3 separate regions of the Gossypium hirsutum genome follow, and all the other regions are linked to region 2. Evidence: chromatin contacts called from public Hi-C data. All regions are on one chromosome and are shown on one strand. Each heading gives the region's core, a stretch centred on a gene start, on an enhancer-like site or on the middle of the called end of the contact. The rest is flanking DNA. Distances are from core to core; before and after follow the strand shown. Region 1 has its middle 17 kb from the start of LOC107949919. Region 2 holds the start of LOC107915400 (60S ribosomal protein L38). Region 3 holds the start of LOC107914653.

Region 1 (3,515 bases), core at 291-2,790, 210 kb before region 2:
TAATACTTGCTTTAGCGGCGTTTTATCATAATCGCCACTAATTATTGTATACATCAAGACAAAAACGATGCGTTTTGGTCTTGAGATTTTGCGGCGCAAAACCAAAAACGCCGCTAGTGATGTTCTTTTACGGCGTTTTGATGGAACCGCTGCTAATGCCAGATATTTAGTGGCGTTTTATTTTTTGTGCCGCTAATGCTCGATTTTTAGCGGCGTTTTCCGTCAAAACGCCACAAAATATGCCGCTAAAAGTCTGTTTTGGTGTAGTGATTAGCCACATCACCCAAAGTTAATGGTCGACACAATCAACACCGTGCTATGTTAATGGAATGGATAACATGATTTTTTTCTTTAGTGAATAAGAAATTGATTTTTTTCATTTTTTGTTAGGGATTTTTGTATGCACGATAGTTAATATTAATGTAGGTATTGAAGATATTTCTTTTTCCTTGTAAGAAGATGTCTGTTAGTAAAATGCTTCCAGATGGTGCAGTGAGAAGAGGCTACTCAAAATTTTCTCGCACCATACACCATGCATGCGAAACTACTAGATAAATATATGTTTTGTTGCTCCTTTTTTGTTTCAATATTTTTTTATGCTTCAACTTCTTTGGTCATTGAGCTAATCAAGCAAAACTTTTTTTTTTCTCAGCAGAAAACTTTATTATTAAGAAAGCCACTAAATTAGTGGCAAAATAAAGACCCAAAGACAAGTCAATGTTCCCACCAGACAAAACACCACCAGTAAAAAAAGTGTTCAACAAATACAGAAAAAATCATACTCTCAAATCCATATACAAGCATAAAACAAACCCTAATCAGGAAAAATCTCCCCATCTTAAGGCCCAAAACCAGCACACAATACACCAAATTGGCAAGCTTCACCACCATGCCAATAAGAGACTTGTTCTATTTGTTCCAACTTTTGCAAGTGCATCTACCATGTCATTTGCCTCTTTGAAACTCGTTGACATAACACAGTTGTTTATAGTTGACAAATGCTGTTGTCGATTTGATTAAACATCTCCCAAAGTTTCGAAGGACGAGACAAAGTAAATTGACACCAATTCTCCACCACAACTGAGTCCGATTAGATAATAAGTGGAACCAAATTCTTTCATTCAATACTTTCCTAAGTATTCAATGTTGTCTTGATGGTAATACCTCTACCGCATTAGAATCGGTAATGCCCGACTGGCTAGAAAACAGTGCTGAAATATCTCTTGTCGAATTCCTTAAGACTCCCCAATATCTCCCTAGACTCGACTTACCCCTTGTGGATCAAACGACATTAAATTTGAAACATCTGCTTAGAGGTGGAGACCACAATATGCCTCTATGAACAACACACCCACGGCTTGATGATACACATAAAAGTCGGTTATCCTACCATGTTGACTCTAAGATACACAGATTTTCTTTCAGAGCTTGAATCCAATACAATGTTCTCAATTTGCATTAGAAGAAGATGTCAGTAATCTTCCATTGTTTACTTTCGAACCAAGCCGCGTTACACCCCAACCAAAAATCGCATAGCAGCTAATAATCCATAACCTTTTGACAATACTTGTGAAATTAAACTCTAAATAGCCATGCAAAAAGCTCGAAACACAGGGCAAAATGAAATCAGCCACCAATTGAAAAATAACGTCCAAAACTCGAGAACCTAGCACATTCGAAAAATAAATGACCTTGAGCTTCCGACATTACCTTGAACGCTAAACATTGAAATGAGGTCTCTTACAACTAGTTAAGTATATATAGCAAATAGGTCGATCTTATTATACTAGGAGTTTAGTTGGTTAATGACATTCGGTTTTCATTCATTAAATTCAAAATGAAAACAAAATAAAAGGAACTAAGAAAAGTATCTAAGAAAAGAAGCTATATAAATTCACATTTATTGTCACACTTGCGTAAAGGTTAACATTTATCTGATTATTATGGTAACATGGTTTCTTGGCTTGAAACCTTTTCTTGCAGCAAAGGTGCAAACTGGAAAGTTAAACTTGGAATAATCATGCTTTTAAGGTAATGCTTCTTTTTTATTGTGATGAGTCATTTTGAAAGAATAGAGTTGCTAATCATGGAATTAATATAGAATTTTGGGTACTTCATTTTGCATTTTTCATCAGTCTTCTCTTTTAGTTCTTGAATCGTTTCTCTTGAAAATTAGATTGTTGAACTTTAGCCATGGACTTGTGTTAGTTTTTGGTGTTGGGTTTTTGCCTCTTATTTTTAACTTTTTGTTGTTTTTATTTGTGTCATTTCATTGTTGTTTTCCTTTTTTCCATAAATATCAATAATGTTGCATATCATGTTTAATGGAGGCATTATCAGGATCCTCTTTTCTTTCCTTTTTATTTTTTGGGCCAACGAAGAGAAAAAGGGTGGTGTGAGTTTTAGCAATTAGAGGAATGGGTAAATTCTTAAGGTGACCTACCGGGAAATTGTAGTATGGTGACCGTGTCTTGATGACAATAAACTATTAGTTCTTTATATCCAATGTTGCAAAATATACAGGTAGATACGTTGAAAGGGAAAGATGATAGTGAAGAGAAGAAACCGACAGGCGATAAACTTTGCAGCTTGATGCTGACAAATACAGATCAGTGACGAACAACGATGATGATAGCCAAGAGTTTATATTTGTCGACCACTTTCTTGCAAGAGCTTTCACGTGGATTTAGTCATGACGAGATTGCATCAAACAGCCCCTTTGGGTGGAAAAGTGCCGACTATAATAAGCAAGTTGGGTTCTTTGGCCCCATCCTTCAAAGTAATATCTGAATTATGTCATCACAACTAATTTCTCTATCATGAAATATCTAGTGTATGGAAATATCTCATGGATGGCTGATGTTAAGATTTTAGCTTTTCAACTATTCTTGAAACACTTGCACGAGCGAGGATACTTTATGCTTCCTCACCACTTTTGTTAATTATTGACTTGTAAAATCATTTGAAACCTAAATTACTAGGACTCAAATGTGAAATAAGACATGGGTATGTGTTTGAATTAGTATATTCATTTTTTTAGGTTCTCCTATTAAAAGTTGGAGCAACTAAACATCCCACCATCTCATAGTTACCTTCCGTTTTTATGAATTTCATTTTGTAATCCCAGTGAGCCTATTGTCTTGCATCCTTACATACACAATAAATAATATTTGTTGTTTATTTTTTATTTTTTATTTTTTATGAAACTCATAACTTAATCCTCCATGAATATGTTTAAGACACAGTTACTCCCATTGTTATTATACAATATATCTTAAAAGATCATTATTTCATAAACTTGTATCAAAAGAATGGACCCCGCAATCCTATTGATTTTTTCTACGAGAGTCATCTACTGACATACTTGACTACATGATTAGAATGCCTAGTAGGGTTAACTATATAGTGAATAGTATATGCTATTTTAGTCGTTGATATTCACCATAATTAGAAACTTAAGAAAATTGAGAATACTTATAGACATATGCGAGCATCTGACATCCATTAATGTAATT
Region 2 (3,666 bases), core at 117-2,616:
CTACAAACAATCAGTAGCATAGGGAGTCTAGTTGTAGTGGGAGGGTCTCTCGTAGGCCTAAGTTCTTCTAATCTGGCAGAAGTGTTCTTAACACTGAGTCTATCGAGCAGGAAGATGATGACCCACTCACATATGACAAAGCAATGTAGAATGCTGATTCCAAGCTCTGGGAAATAACTATGAAAGCTGAGATAGACTTAATGTATTCCAACTCAGTGTGGGAACTTATAAACTTACCGAAATGGATAAAACCCGTAGGGGTAAGTGGATCTACAAGAAGAAAAAAAGTACGAATGGAAAAGTGGAAACTTATAAGGCCAGATTTGTAGTAAAAGGTTATACTCAGAAAGAAGGCATTGATTACGAAGAAACCTTCTCTTCGATTGCCATACTCAAGTTAATCCATATATTACTATTCATTGCGACGACTCTTGATTACGAGATCTAGCAAATGGATGTCAAGACAACGTTTTTGAACGGCTATCTTGAAGAGAGTATCTACATTATGCAACCCACCGAATATATAGCTAAAGAAAATGAGCATAAAGTTTGCAAACTACTTAGATCCATATATGAACTTAAACAAGCGTCCTACTCATAGAATCAAAGATTTGATCAAGCAATCAAGACTTTTGGATTTGAGCAAAATGTAGATAAACATTTAAGGAATGAAAAAGTGGTCTTTCTCATTCTATATTTCGATGATATTCTACTCATTCGGAATGATGTAGGAACATTGTCATCGGTTAAACTATAGTTAACCCCCCAACAGTTTAGCATGAAGGATTTGGAAGAAGTTAATTTCATTTTAGGTATTCGAATCCTAAGAGATTGAAAGAACAAAGTGATAGCACTGTCTCAGGCTTTATACATAGACAAGATATTGGACGTTATTTAATGAGCGATTCGAGGAAGGGAAATCAACCTTTCGTATCAGGATTTCATCTCTCTCTAGAGGATTGTCCTAAGACAGCGGAAGAAAAAAAGAACATGAAAAAGTTTCCTTATGCTTCGTAAAAAAACTTAAACAAAGAAAAGTAAAAAAAAATTAATATTTTTAATGTAATGTTTATTATTATGTTTTTAATTTAGTGTTGTTATTATTATTTTTTAACTAAGGAAAAAAATATCATGGATTTTTTTATATTTTAAACATATCTGAAAAAAAAAAGAATATGTATAAATTTGATTAACCACTTAAATTAATTAAATTAATCCTGTGATTAAAAATTTTTAAATTTCAATTATAATTGAATTCGAGTATTCACTGTGTGTATATTTTACCAATCCCTATTCAATATTGATTCGATTGGATGTTGAATTTTTAGTATAAAGGGCCTTCTAGGCCCATAATAAGGTCATTTCTGTTACGCAAAAGATCCCGTCCAAGTCCAGCAGCAGGATAGGAGATTCGGACTCTTAATAACAAAACCACTTAAACAAGGGTAAAACGGGTAACAAAGTAAACTATTTTTAGGGTTTTCCTTCAACGCCTCCATATAATCAAATAACGAAGAAACACAAGGTTGGACTGCGAGCTTTGAATTTTAGGTGTTCCTGCAGAGTGAGGAAGCTCCCCTGAAAACTTCAGTTGAAAATGGTAAAATAAAGCCTCTTTCCCTCTCCATGTATTTCATTAGATCTCCGAGTCTGATTTTTTTTTCATGGTCAATGCCACTTTCTTAATGATGATTGTTTGTTCTTCAGATCCTCTTTTACCTGTAATCGTTTCATTATTTTCTCTGTTGTTGGCTTGCTTTTTTTTTTCTTTCGTTTATGTTCTTAGTGAAGATGGGTTGAAATTTGGTTTGGTTTAAAAGATTTTGAGAAATAGTTTGGGTTCTGTATTTTAGGAGACATGTGAAAGATGTGAGCTTTTCCTTAGATTATAGTTTTATGGATTGTGAAACTTTGGTAAATGGTTGTGCATTCAATGTATGTATTTTCTCTTTCTGTTTCATTGGAATATTTTCAATGAGGTACTTTGCCCTTGGTTTGCTTGAAAATATTGCTATTAATTGCATTGAGGTGATGAGTTTTTTCTTCTTCTTTATTTTTATTTTTATTTTTTATTTTTTTGTATCTTTTGATCTCAGTGTCAACTCGAGTCGTGAGATTAACTCATTTAATGCTGGGCTGGTCTGGTTTGATAAATGATTGTTTAAAAGTTTGGACTAAATTGCTGCTTAACAAACTTAGCTGAAATACTTGGAATGTTGGAATGTTTGGTTAGCATGAATGTCCAGTTTTTATTTATTTATTTCCAGTAGTCCTAGTTTGTGTTTTCCTTGTGTTCGAGCAGTTAATTGACCTGTCGATGATGGTCTTTAGGCTTTTAATATCATGTTTTCTGGTTCTGCTTTATTTCCTAAGATTTGTATTCTGATGCACAGCCTAAGCAAATTCATGAGATCAAGGACTTCCTTCTCACTGCTAGAAGGAAAGATGCTCCCTCTGTAAAAATCAAGAAAAGCAGAGATGTTGTAAAGTTCAAGGTCCGCTGCTCCAAGTACTTGTACACCCTTTGCGTGTCTGATGCTGAGAAGGCCGACAAGTTGAAGCAGTCTCTTCCTCCAGGTAATTCATGATGGAGGAGCCTCTTTTACATTCTTGTTTTTATTGAACCTATGTCCATATTTGAAATTACTTTCCCGTTACTTATACATCTTTACCGTCATTGTTTTCATGTTTGCAGGTTTGAGCGTCCAAGACTTGTGAAATTACAACTGCCCTTAGCTTCTACTAGGCAATGAAAACTAGATTTTGACTTTTAGTTTATTGCTTGCATTTCGTGTCGTTTTGCAACAATCAAAAGTTTTTATAATGGATTTTTATTTGGTGTGTTTTTTATGGACGTTAGTAATGTTATTAGAACCCTTTATTTATTTTAGTGTTCGTGTTCTACATCTTAGTTTGGCACATATTGGATAATCAAACATATGAAAAAGAAAAGAATCAATATATTCTGGTTCAATATGTATCCGTCTTCGATTTGATGAAATGACTGACAATTGTCTTCATCGTCGCTCATATCTGTTGACCGCTACCAAGCTTTATGGTATGAAGTTTTTTATTTCCTGTTGCTGTAATGTGAGAAATACGATTGCCATGCTGGTTTTGCCCTTGAGTGGCTGTCTTAGCTTTGATTGGACAGCCCTTGGCAACTAGAGCACTGAGAGAGTTTATTAAACGACATTGTCCGTCTATTGTTTTTCCTATGGGAACAAAGCAAAGAAAGGGTAAGCTCTAGAAGAATCGCAACAGGCTCAGTTTCAGGAAATGGTTACTATGTGGACCCAATATACAAATCAGGTGGCTTGCCTCTGAGGTGGAATAATGAAATGGACCTCAAATCGTTGGAAGCTCAAATAATGGAGCAAAATTGTGGGAACCGGCAAAATGTGGCGGAGGGATGGAACCAAGAGGAGAGATTCTTCCATAAACAAAATGCTTGAGAACATGAACGCTGCAAATTGTAGCCTTCAAGCATATGATTGAAGAAAGTTTGGTAATAGCAAAAGGATGATAGATGCTTCATTAAAGAGATCGACAAGGTTTCAACAATTAAGCCTAAGCCTCAACCAAGACTAGAACACGAGATCAAGAGAGATTGACAAAGCGTGGGAAAGGGAGGAATGCTATTGGGCTTAGCGACCAAGAATAAAT
Region 3 (3,868 bases), core at 189-2,688, 140 kb after region 2:
TAATTATCCTTTTATTATTATTTTACTATACTCAAAAAAAAAATGTCATCATTCTAAATTGGTTTGTAGAATTTTCGTTTACTCCATTAATGATATACAAAATAATAATCCATAAAATAAATTATATAAATTTCATATCACATGATGCTTCCTCAACAGTGCTGTGTGTATATATAAGTAACTCCTAAATTACTCATAAACCCTTTAATAGTTAAGTTGGAAGATAATAAATATTTAAGTGTATTTAAACATATATAGTCGGTATTACTATAATAGCATCAGTGCCACTGATTTAAAATTTACTCGTTTTAATAGTTATTTTTTTGATTAAAATTAGAGTGTTCACTATTGATAGTAGTGTTAATCATTTCAATGCGAATACTTTCTGAAAAAAGATGACTAATTATAAAATACATTTCACTCATGAGTAAAAATTAACCTCAACCTTATAATTAAAAGATAAGTTGAGTAACCAAAAAGTTATATTCCATAGTCTACTCAATTTCTACAATTCTACCTAATACATTGCGTACAATTGTACCCATCATTTTCATATCACATGGTGATTCCTCAACAGTTAATTTTGTACAATTGTAGCTAATAATTTAATCAAAGTAATACTTAATATGGGTGATACTACCAATTCCTTTCAAGGGATTTGAGAAGTACCTCAAAGGGGTCAATTTTTGCACACTCTTTAGTTAATCTTAATATAATAATTCGTGTATTTAAAATGTTATATAAATTTTGTTCATATTTGATAATATTTATATTTTTATATAAATGCATATTTGAGGACTAAACTTATGAAGTATACCTCCTACCACAAGCTTCGATTCATGATATGTGACGGGTGACATTTCCAATAAAAATGTGGTTAACATTAAAAATTCAATATTCATTATTATAAAAACAGAAAACTAGATTCAATTTTAATTTAATTGCTGCTATTATAACATTTTTTTCTCTAATTCAAGTAAATAATAAATTCTAAAGTAAGAAACAAGAATTAATGTACCAAAAAGAAAAAAAAAAACCATGGAGTAAATTAAGATGAGGATATTGATATACAAAAAGGGAATGATAATTCATAAGAAAATTGATGGTTTTCTAGAGTCTGGGCATACAATGGTTGAAGGTTGAAGAAAGCAAAATATCCTAGACAATTTTTTTAATTTCTTAGTCAATAATGCCATGTGGTGAGAAGGATTTATGAATAAATTTTTTTTTATTTTGAGATTATTTGATAAATAATGTAAATTTAAGAGTTACAAAAATTAAATAATTTTTTAAATTAAAAAATAAATAAATTATTATGTAAAAATAAAAAATATTAAAAAAAAGCAATTATCTCGGTGATGTGACAACCTTTATTCAGGTAACCGACAAGCCATTACCTTGTTTCTAACACCCCCCATTACTCTGCACATGCACCATTTGCATAACAAAATAAAATAACATTTTCCAAGTTTCCATTATTCTTCAATTAAAATACTAAACCCTATTTAAAACTTAAAAATTAACTTTTTCATCTGGGAAAAGAATTCATTGATTAATTTTTATAATCTGAAAAAGTATTTCTTTTCAAAAGAAATAAAATATATTCATTGAATGTGTGTTAGAAAATATATTTTATGGAAAAAAGTGAAAGCAACAAGTGTTTTGTTTAGCAATTAAAAAAGTTGTCCTTAATGAAAAACTGAAATCTGAATTTAGAAATAACTTACTCTCTACCAAGATTCCTACCCAGTTCTTGTAAGAATTCATGAAAGCTCATTTTCAATTTTTCCACCATTGAGCAGTTTTTTTGTTTACCAAAGTACTGGAAACTCAAACAGAAGCCAAAGTGGGTCAGTTTCCAAGTTTTGTATTCATTATATGTTTGTGCATGTGTATATATGTAAATGTGTCAGATTCTGACACACATTTTCTTCCTTTTTCTCTATCTTTCTTGTGTTATGCCAATCATGCATTAAACCAACCAATCTATTATTCTCTTTTTTTTTCCACTTTTTTTCCTGTTTCCTGCAAATTTTCAGCAACCCTTTCTCAAGCTCTGTTTTTTTTTAAAAAAAAATCTTTTATCGTCCTTGAAAAATAACCTTTTTTAAAGTTAAAATCAACCCAAAGTTTTTCCATTTTTTTTGCTCTTCTTTTACATTTCCATTTTGGGTTTTGGTCAGTAAATGGTTGATATTTGAAGAAATTGTTCTATACAAACAGCCAAAGTCCATTATGATTTATTAATTTGTCTATTTTCTTATCTGGGTTTGGTGGATTTTTACAAGTTGTACCACCATTATTGTTGTTGTTACTTCTAATTATTGAATACATCTCATTCCATCAAAATTTTCTTTGTTTAGGGGGGTCTATGATTAATGTGCTTTTTTGTTAATAAATCTCTTCTGGGTGATTGTCTAACCTGTTGTTTTCCCTTTCTTTATTTGTTAAACTAATATTAAAGAGCCCAAAAAAGTTGCAGTAAAGCAATCCATTAGTCTGAATCTAGTACAATTTGTTGCAAATATCATCTTCCATATATATATTTGTTGTGAAATGTTAAGCTTTGATCCATGATTGGGTTTGTTTTTCTCAATCCGGGTATTGACCCCAAAGTTGTTTTATTTTCAGTTTGTTTGACTCAAGGTCTCAGTTGTTCTCTCACACAACCTGTTTGAGTTTATTTGTGTGAGGTTTTTGTTTGTAAAGAGTAATGCAATTTGGAGGCACCCAAAATGGCAAATCTTGTTCCAGGGGTTCTTCTGAAGCTTTTACAGCATATGAACACGGATGTGAAGGTTGCTGGTGAGCACAGGTCATCTCTATTGCAAGTAGTGAGTATAGTTCCTGCACTAGCAGGAGGTGAGCTCTTCCCTAACCAAGGCTTTTACCTTAAGGTTTCAGATTCATCTCATGCTACATATGTATCATTGCCTGATGAACATGATGATCTGATTCTTAGTGATAAGATCCAATTAGGTCAGTTTATTCATGTTGATCGCTTAGAATCCGCTTCACCGGTTCCCATTCTTCATGGGGTTAGGCCGGTCCCTGGGCGACACCCTTGTGTTGGGAGCCCTGAGGATATTGTTGCAACTCATTCTCTTGGATTCCTTAATAATGGTAGTAAAAATGGCTCTGGTATTTCAAAACCTGGAGAGAAAGTTAAGTCACCATCAAAGCAAGTCAGTGGAGAGAAAGATAAATCTGTTGGGAGTAGATCAAATGGTGGTGCAAGAGAGGATCAATTGGATAAGAAAATGGCTTCTTTGACTAGATCAAAGTCTCAATCGACTAAACCGACATTGACTTCAGATACGAAGAAGGAACCTTTGGGGAAATTGAAGGTTCTAAGCTCACGGTCGATTCCGTCTTCCCCCACTAGTTGTTATTCATTGCCAACATCTTTTGAGAAGTTTGCCTCTGGGATTAAGCAGCAGGCGGAAATAAAGGCTCTGAGAAAGGGAAGTCCCAAGGTGGGATCCATGGAGAAGCCCAGTTCTTTACATGGGACGAGTCCGACCGGGAAAAAAGTACCGGTTATCAGAACTTTGGTTCAGGGGATTGAATTAGGAGCAAAGGCTTTGAGAAAGAGCTGGGAAGGGAATCTGGAAGTGAAGGGTAGGGACCATTCTAAACCGAGGGCTAGCAAGCATGATATCAAGCAAGAATCTCGGAGCACTTCTGTAAGTTTTCTTGTTCTTGCCTTTTAATTTGTCTGATCTGTTAGTTTTAACTGACTAATGCCTTGGTAAGTTTAAAATATGAGATTATAGAATGTAATTGGTTCCTTTCTCTTAAATCCATTTTTACTGTTTTGAGTTGTTCAAATTTTGAATTGATTTTTCTATAACCTAAGATGATGCTT

Evidence for each region. Hi-C and Micro-C count contacts between places; a contact is called where the count stands out from the background.
Region 1: a Hi-C map of leaf shows a contact between it and region 2, with 3 times the contacts expected there. The contact joins the enhancer-like site here to the promoter of LOC107915400 in region 2. A contact is called at or near these places in 2 of 34 Hi-C or Micro-C datasets (leaf and seedling).
Region 3: a Hi-C map of leaf shows a contact between it and region 2, with 2.2 times the contacts expected there. The contact joins the promoter of LOC107914653 here to the promoter of LOC107915400 in region 2. A contact is called at or near these places in 3 of 34 Hi-C or Micro-C datasets (callus and leaf).

Annotation. Positions count from the first base shown.
Region 1 is chrD10:22,855,731-22,859,245 of Gossypium_hirsutum_v2.1, reverse strand. No RefSeq gene overlaps it. Among protein-coding and RNA genes, the nearest start is that of LOC107949919, 17 kb to the right of the region's middle. Within about 2 kb of position 1,540, at least 1 of the 9 cell types and tissues checked has an H3K27ac peak or open chromatin away from gene starts, as enhancers often do.
Region 2 is chrD10:22,644,848-22,648,513 of Gossypium_hirsutum_v2.1, reverse strand. It overlaps LOC107915400 (60S ribosomal protein L38), which reads left to right and starts at 1,366. Exons shown (of 3, transcript XM_041102213.1): 1 at 1,366-1,600; 2 at 2,394-2,577; 3 at 2,696-2,976. The coding sequence starts at 1,598. The coding sequence ends at 2,718.
Region 3 is chrD10:22,505,500-22,509,367 of Gossypium_hirsutum_v2.1, reverse strand. It overlaps LOC107914653, which reads left to right and starts at 1,438. Exons shown (of 4, transcript XM_016843625.2): 1 at 1,438-3,686. The coding sequence starts at 2,736.